Linked DNA regions of Mus musculus: all the other regions are linked to region 3. The links are chromatin contacts, called in public HiCAR-type and promoter capture Hi-C maps. All regions are on one chromosome and are shown on one strand. Each heading gives the region's core, a stretch centred on a gene start, on an enhancer-like site or on the middle of the called end of the contact. The rest is flanking DNA. Distances are from core to core; before and after follow the strand shown.

Region 1 (2,700 bases), core at 169-2,668, 2.8 Mb after region 3:
AGTTTTCTAGGAGGCACAAGCAAAAGGGGAAATAAGTAACTCACTCACAAAAGCTCGTAATAGAACAGTGGCTCCTGAGTGGTTTTTCAAAGCAAGCTTTACTGATTCCAAGACGTGAGAACTTCAGAGACCATACCTTACAGAGACTCCGTTATAAAACTGAATCTCCTGATTTTAGACTCTGGGTGGAAACTCTAAAGTTATGTCCCTCAGTTTTTAGGCATGATCAAATGTCAGTGCTCCCTATCTTGTCACTCTCACTTGGCACTGCCTTTAACTCATAACGGGAAAGATTATTTCTTCCATTTGTCTCCATTATTCCTCCTTAAAAAACCACCACATACAACGGACCCAACAGAATCCTGTATACTGGCTGATGGCCAGTTGCATCATTTAACTCCAGTCTCACCATGCCAGCCCACGCGTGAAACACAATCTACATTTCCACCAGATAAATAACAGCCCGCACTGCTTCTGGGAAGAACACACACAAAAGGCAGGGCTGCTCTACCTGCAAGACCCTTGAAATGGCCAAAGCACAGCACGGTTCTGGGAAATAGATACAAGGGCAGATTTGAGTCTATGAGGAAGTAACAATACTGGATGGATATGGTCCCTTGGCTTCAAAAATGTGGATCAACACAGGATATAATAATAATAATAATAATAATGTTCAGAGAAGCACGTGGGCATGCACGTGAGGCTGGAAGGTCCAGGCAACAGGTTAGTCAACCAGCATCTTCACTGACAAGTCGCCTTCCCCGGGTCGTGGGTGTGCCCGACGCTCACGCAGGCACAGATTCTAACGATCTCTCTAACAACCCGCTCCTACTCCCAGACCCGCCAGGGTAGAGCTGACGGATCTCTTCGCGGTTTACCCCAAAACTTTGCGAACCCCGAGGGTCCCCATTTCCGCGTTTGTCAGGTTTGCACAGTCGGCGTCTCAGTGTGGACGCGCGGCTGCTGAGGAACGCGGGCTTCTCCCGCTTCAAATTCCTAAAAGGAAACCGGCAGCGTCGCACTGGAGTCCAGTCACTTGTCCCTCGGCACCCCTCTCTCCAGCGCCCCCCTCTCACCCCCCCCCACCCCCACCCCAGAGCGCCAGGCCCGGGAACTGACCCTCCTCAGCCCCCGTCCCCGCCCCCGGAACCAGCGGCCGAGGGGCGTGGAGCGGCGCGCGCGGGTCCGGCGGGGAGGGGGAGCGCGTCCCCGCGCCCCGGGCCCGCGCAGCAGGTGCGGCCAGGCCCCAACTCTCACGAGCGGTCCGGGCGACTCACCCCGACGATGTCCCTCAGCGACCTAGAAGCCGCCACACACGTCTCTTCCGCCAGCAGCGACCCCGCCTCGTGGCCACCGCCCCCTCGACCGCCGCCGTCGCCGCCTTCCTCGCCGCCGCCGTCGCGGCGCGCGCCCGCTTTCACGCACACCGCCGTGGCCGCGCACGCGCTCTGCGCGCTGGCGTCACTTAGCAACGGCTCAACCGTGGGCCAGTAGAACCCAGGACGCCAGGGCCCCAGGTCGCCTCAGGCGGGGGTCTTGCGGCGTGTTTCCCCAGGTCGGAGCCACTGCCCCTCCAGTACTGGGCCCTGAGGGTGTGGCCGCCCTGCCGACACCTGGCTCAGGGTGAGGCACGTCATCACACGTCACTGAATAGCGTCATCGGTCGCGTCACTGCGTAAGGGGACGAGCCGGAGCGCCGGTTGGAGAAAGCCTCGTCTTTCTGCACTTAGTCGCTTGCCTGATGGACAGTCAGCTACGTGCGAGAAGTTGGACGAGGAGAATGGGCCAAGAGAGGCATTACCAGCATGAAGGTGCTACGAGGCCAGGCCTGAAATACCACGACTCAGTTTCCTCCTTCTGTCAGTGGGAAGACGGATACCCGACTTGCCTGCGCTAGAAAGGTGTCAACTTAGGACGAAATAATGCATGCGAGGCTGCGGGCGAACTGATCTCATTCGAACTCCTTATTTCAAGACCCTGACAGAAAGCCCGGACATAAGTCCTCGACACTCCAGGACTACCAAGTGTAACGTATAAAGCCCATTAGACTCCATCTTTCACATAAGAAGCAGGCACTGTGAACTTTGAAGCCGTAGAAATTGGGTTGTAGGTCTTTCCTGGCCGAAACTGGAGAGTCGTCACTCTTGAAAGTTACTTACCTGGGTGTGTGGGTTTGAAGATGGAAGACTTAATTCCAAGCAAAGACGACTTAAATGGGCAGTGAAAATGAACAGACACAGCAAGGGTTAGGGCTGGGCCAGTGAAGGATCAGAGCCACAACCTAGACTCTGGCGGTGGGGATGGAAACGCGGAGGCCAGCTCTGAGCGGGGGAATGAATAGGTAGGCCAGGTTTCTAGCGTGGTTGCTGAGACAGGTGGGAGTAACATTTAGCAAGACGGAAAGAAAGCTGCCTTTGTGTGTCAGTTACTAAATGGTAGTGACATTCCTTACGGATGACATGGTAGAACGATGGAATGTGGATACGTTGGTTGGGGAAACATTCTCCGCTCTCATCTTCCATGTGGAACGATATCCATCAATTTAATACATCTACTTTCCGATACACGTGTCCCCAATTTATTTGTCCTTGGAGAATTGACTTCGGGATTGGTACATTTAAAAAAACAAAGGGAGCCGGGCGGTGGTGGCGCATGCCTTTAATCCCAGCACTCTGGAGGCAGAGGCAGGTGGATTTCTGA
Region 2 (2,700 bases), core at 82-2,581, 2.5 Mb before region 3:
GTTAAGGAGACAGAACCAGGGAATCACCAAGAGTTCAAGGTTAGCCTTGGCTACAAGAGATCCTGTCTCAAAAACAGGGAGAAGTGAGAGGTGGCTCTTATCAGAACTCTTAAAGGCCTTTTGCCCCACGGTCGAGGAAAAGGAACCCTAGGAGCACCCTGGCAATGATCTAGGCAGAAACTTGGGGGGCAGTGCTGCTGCTCCCGCAAGCACTCCAAAAGCCACTTAAACACAACTTGCCTTCCCAGGCAAACAGTCACTTCACGAGCTAAAAGTTTTGTGATGCAATGACCAAACTAAACCAAACCAAACCAAAAAACCATTCCCCTCCCCACTACTAGAGACAGGAAGGACATACAGGGATGGGTCTTATGACTCCAGGCTTCCTACAGTGTACAGTATTTGTCTGGCGACACCACCTACTTCAGAGCTACTTACCGGTCAGAGAGCCTGTGCAAGGTTGCTTATCTCCGCCCACCTCGGCAGAGGGAACATGGGTACCAGGCACTACGGCTGGCTTGGATAGGGCGAAGCGGCCTCTTTTACTCGAATGCACACTGTAGGCCCTAAGGATCCTTCAGTAAGTATACCACGCTGTTTGTTAAGTTTCCAGTGGCAGAGACAGCCAGAGGAGGGCAGGACTGCGATCACTCACAGCCTGAATACCTTTAGAAAGAAAACAAACTCCCCTTCGACGCCCGTTTTCTGCTATGCAGGCAGGTAACTAACTCATCCACTAAAACAACAGTTCCTTAAGAATAAAGGAAGGTGGGGCAGAGAATATACACAAGACTCCCCCACAAAAACCCAAGCTACAAGCCTAGCGTCTCGGTAACGAACGAAGCCTTCTGATGTGACTCCGGGTGCTTACAGGCCCCGACACGGCCCAGTACTCACGGCCTTCCGCACTCTCACTCGCCTAACTACGGAGCCCAGCACCGCCCAGAACGCGTCTGGGAGCTACTGGGAAGCTCAGATTATCTGTTGCGGGGTCGGCGGAACTCAGTTCGCCAAGAGTAGGGGGGCAGTGGGCCGTGCTCCCAACCCTGTATTCTCCCGTGGCACAGCGGCTGGGCCCTAGTGCCCCGAAGGCCGAGACTCGGAGGCCGCGAGCGAGAGGAGGCCGCCGTGGCTCCGCTCGGCGCCTCCCGGAAGCTCACTGGGAACGGCGGCGAGTCCGGGCGAAGATGGGAGTGCGTGCGCAGGCCGGTGGCGGCTCACCTGGGCGACCGCGGCCCGGACCGTCGCGGCGGCAGAGGCGGCGGCGCTCCTTTGTCTCGGGACTTCCCTCCGCGCCCGCCGCGCGCAGCACGGAGCGCAGGACCCCAGCGGGCGGGGCGGGGCCTGAGCTGGGCTGCCCGCCACACGCCTGCTCAGCTTACCGTCCCTCCCGTCCGGTGGCCTACGCGTCTACTTAAACACGAGCTTCCCGCAGCCCGCACGCGGCTGCCGCGCCCTCGTTGCCCGCGACCGCCTAAGGAGCCCGAGCCCAGGGCGCCTGTCCAAGCAGGCGGTGCCCTGAACGGCCGCACTCTTAAAGGGGCCGCGTCCTAGGCTCGAGGGAGCGTCTGCAAACTCCTCTTCGGGATGAGCGCGTCCACTCGAGGACACATCAGAGAGTCGTGTGAGGAAAAAGAAGCATAGATTCCCAAGGGTCATCCGGATGCTCAGAGGGCACCTTCCCGGGCACAGGCTCTGGAGGTATCCTTGGGCTCAAGGCCCGAGTCCCGGGAGCAAAGATCACTGAGGCCTAAACATCCTGGGAATCGTCGCAGTACGGTGACGATCCCCGGAACTTAGCGCGCTGTGACACTTTCTGCAATTGGCCAGCTCAGGAACTTGGGCGGGGTGAACCTCGAAACTATCCAATGAACTAGCCTCATACAAAGGGCCAAACGCAAGCAAAACCGACGGGGAGAGAAATGTGGATGCTCCCTAACCTACGAGTTAGCCCCCTAGTGGGGGAGGGGAATGGGCCTGCGCCGTGGGGGAGGGGCAGCACCCGCGGACCCCCCCCCCCGCGCGCGCGCCCCAGGCCTCTTCCCTGTGCCGCACCCCACACCTTAGTTCCACCTGAAACCCCTGTGCGGCTTCTGCTGGCCCCGCTGGACACGCTTTTGTCACGCCGTGGCCTAGTCCAGTTTCCTCGGCCAGTCCTCTGCAACCCAGCTCGGATGCTTCCTCACCGACTCACCGACGGGACGGGTACTTAGAACCGTCGGCTGGCCCCCTGGTGGCCATTCTGGCGCCTGCTCCTTTTTTTTTGGCACGTGCTGGAGGCCTTTCGGGGCCAGTTGCAGCCAACAAGGGCTTCCTGGGAATTTGGACTATGGGTCCAATTGCTGCCAGGGACTCCAGTGTTCATCTGTCAGTATCTCCGTCCATCTACTCACCACTCTCTCCTTCCTTCGTTCTCCTCTTACCTTTTGAGGTTGTTGGGTGCCCCAAAACAGGAACTAAGGTCCCATGCCCCTTGCCCACAATTGTCCAACATTCCCTGGAGCTCACCCTGTTAATTCCTCCTGTTCGTAGCCGTACTGTTTAAGAGTTAAGATCACAGTGAGCACCAGATCCTGAGGGACCTTGGTCTCTCATTGGGGCTGAGTTGTAGACAAGGTCGGCTTAGATACAAGTTCCTGACACACTAGATCTGTACCCCCAACAGATCTGGTTTGGATCCATCCCAGCCTGCAAAACAGC
Region 3 (2,700 bases), core at 60-2,559:
GCACCCCCTTGCTTTTTGCTCAAATCCCGATTAGTTGCTTCACCTGAGAGCCTTTCAAAGGCCGTCTAATGGTCTCCAGTCTAATGGTTAAATTCCCGAGTGAACTTAACAATCCCTACTTGGAGACCAAGAGAAAGTATTCTTGCTTATCAAAAACAGCAAGTGCTGCTCTAAGAACCAAGACACACGTCGGTGCCTGGAGACAGCTCCACTTCAGCCTGTACAACCCAACTACAAGCCAGAACCCCTGGCCCCCAACCTATACATTTCTCAGTTTTCTGTCAACTAAGCCCATCCAATCAGTAAGCTCGTCAAAGTTCCCAAGGCCAAGCCTCTGCCCAGCACGCCAGTGTCTTCACAAAGTTCCTGCCTCCAAGATCAGCTTCCCTCCACTTTCTGAAGACTTTTCCCAGTCCTCGTCGCAGGCCTGGCGCTCCGGCGCCTCCATTAGATGTCACTTCTCCCTGGCACAACTCTTCCTTTCTCACCATACTCAGTTGATTATAATTTGTGTTCCCTCCGCCGCAAAAGTCGTTTTCGCCCTTATCTCCTCAAAGAGACACAAGATCTATTCTCAGCTCCGAGACCTCTCCCGCGCCCAGAGTTCGACCTCAGCACCTAACACACTCCCTCGAGTTTCCACACCGTTCTGTCATCCTCAGCTCCTACACTTCGCACCTATTTAAAAGGAAAACACTTCGCAACTCTCGTTTCCTGTGCTTTCTACTCCCAGAACACACGCTTTTCGCCCCAGATCGACTCCCCTGGCTTCCACCTCACCACTTCTCCCCTCTTCCCATGTTCTTCGGGCTCTGACTCCCTGCCACCTCCCGGCCTGGGCCCTGCCCTGCCCGGGAGTACTCCACGAGCGGGCTCCGGTGTTTTTGCCCTCGGGGCCGCGAGGCCGCTGCCAGCAGGATTGGCTCCGCGTGGGGCGGACTCACCAGTTGGTCATGTCCAGGAAGAAGGCGCAGCCGGCCGGGTTGAGCTGGAAGCCGAGTAGCCGCTGGAACTCGGAGATGAGCACGTCCTTGTCTGTGGTGCCCAGGCAGCTGAACTTCTGCATGAGCTCCGGATCCAAGTCCACGTCCATGCCCTCCATGGCGGGGGGCCCGGACGCACAGCTTCCACCGCCCCGACCTGCTTCTCCACGGGCGGCCGCCGCGCCCGGGCCCGAGCCCACGAAGGGCGGCCCGCTGCTGGCCGGCGCCGCGCGCACTGCTCCGAGACAGGCCCCAGGCCTCTCACCGCCTCATGGGCTGCGCGCGCCGCGCCGAGCCGCGCCGCACCGCACCGCTCGCTCCTCTCTCGCTGGCTCTGGGGCTCGCGCTCCCCCCCCTCCCACCCCCCCCAGCGCCCGCCTCCGCCGCCGCCGCTGCTGCCGCCGCGGTTCGCAGCACCGCCGCCTCCGCCTCCTCCCGGGCCGCGCCCAACGCGCACGCGCGGGGCCGCTCGGACCCCGCCCCTTCCTCTCCCGAAAGCCCGCCTTCAGTGACGTCATAACTCGGTGACGTCTCTCGCGTGACCTCACCGCGACAGAGCGGAGGGGGCAGGAAACGGGAAGCCGGAAAGAGCGGATACTGGGCGGGTCTCTGTCCTCGCCTGAGTCCCCACACTGCGTGGGAGGAGTCACGAGTCTGAGAGGTGCTTCGGAGACGAGCGACCCCACCCATGCTCAGGCTGGGAACCCGAAGTCGCCACAGGAACAGAGGCTGGGACTGGGGCAAAGGGCAAAGGGCAGCACAGAGCGGACTCTTGCTGCTCCGCTCTCAGGGGACTTAGTATTCAAACAGACATTTTCCCAAGGTCGCGGCGGTGCACGCTTAGTCTCTGGATTCTGACCTGAGTTTCTCATGACTGCCTATGTTACTATGCAACCTTAGCATTACGTTTCCAGAAAATAAAGGCAGCCTAATGCAAGCACCAGTTACAGGTCAGAGGAACCGATCCTCTGCAAAGAAAGGTCAATACCCTAGAATTTAGCAAATCTTGTTCTGTCTCTAAAATCCACGACCAAAAAAATGACTGTAGACAGTATCCAGTGTATCTACTAATGTGAGGCTCCATTTGAAGCTGAAGGATTAAGAAGCTCAGCTGTGGAGAGACTCATCTGCCCGTTCTGTCACCAAGTATTTTCTCAGTGTCACCTGTTAGATATGACTAGGTACAGGGATGGGGGTGGGTAAGAAACTGGGCAACTGGGGACTTGGCTTAAGCTGTTTCCCCGAAGGTATGAAGACCTGGGTTCCTGAGAGCAGAGATACTTCGCTCTTGCATATAAGGCCTGGCTGACAGCCAAGGGTGGCGGCACTGGGGAGGCAGGCAAATTTCTGTGTGTTTGATGCCAGCCAGAGATACTCTAGACCCTGCCTTTAAAAAATAAACCACCCCAGCACTCAAGAGGCAGAGGCGGGCTTTCTTCCTGGAGTTGCCTTTGATCTCATCCTCCTACCCCTACTTGCTGGGATAACTACTGTCACAACTACTTCTGAAAAGAGACTCAACTGAAGTCAGTGGGCCTGGGAGGAGGCTCAAAATCGCCTGGTGATTGTTATCATATCCAAATTTCAGAGCAGAACCTTGAGCAAATGCAGTTATTGCTGATAGTTTGCTCAACAGTTCAACCTGATTAAAGATTGACAAAATATGTTTACGGATGTGTTTGAATTGTGTCTATCTCATGAACAGCAGCTGTGAGAT

The links. HiCAR-type assays count read pairs that join an accessible place to other places. Capture Hi-C pulls out chosen DNA fragments and counts their contacts.
Region 1: a promoter capture Hi-C map of liver shows a contact between it and region 3, with 4 times the contacts expected there. The contact joins the promoter of Btbd9 here to the promoter of Ilrun in region 3. A contact is called at or near these places in 1 of 39 promoter capture datasets (pre-B cells), 1 of 484 Hi-C or Micro-C datasets (B cells), 1 of 115 datasets of contacts at active chromatin or transcription factors (thymic regulatory T cells) and 1 of 9 other capture datasets (liver).
Region 2: a contact with region 3 is called in a HiCAR-type map of astrocytes, with 4 times the contacts expected there. The contact joins the promoter of Ube2i here to the promoter of Ilrun in region 3. A contact is called at or near these places in 4 of 39 promoter capture datasets (erythroid cells, liver and pre-B cells) and 2 of 115 datasets of contacts at active chromatin or transcription factors (astrocytes and thymic regulatory T cells).

Annotation. Positions count from the first base shown.
Region 1 is chr17:30,574,869-30,577,568 of GRCm38.p6, forward strand. Btbd9 (BTB (POZ) domain containing 9) reads right to left here and starts at 1,419. Exons shown (of 11, transcript NM_027060.1): 1 at 1,278-1,419.
Region 2 is chr17:25,272,100-25,274,799 of GRCm38.p6, forward strand. It overlaps Ube2i (ubiquitin-conjugating enzyme E2I), which reads right to left and starts at 1,332. Exons shown (of 7, transcript NM_001177610.1): 1 at 1,222-1,332. It overlaps Gm17801 (predicted gene, 17801), which reads left to right and starts at 2,025. Exons shown (of 1, transcript NR_027452.1): 1 at 2,025-2,700.
Region 3 is chr17:27,819,233-27,821,932 of GRCm38.p6, forward strand. Ilrun (inflammation and lipid regulator with UBA-like and NBR1-like domains) reads right to left here and starts at 1,310. Exons shown (of 5, transcript NM_001033279.3): 1 at 945-1,310. The coding sequence starts at 1,102.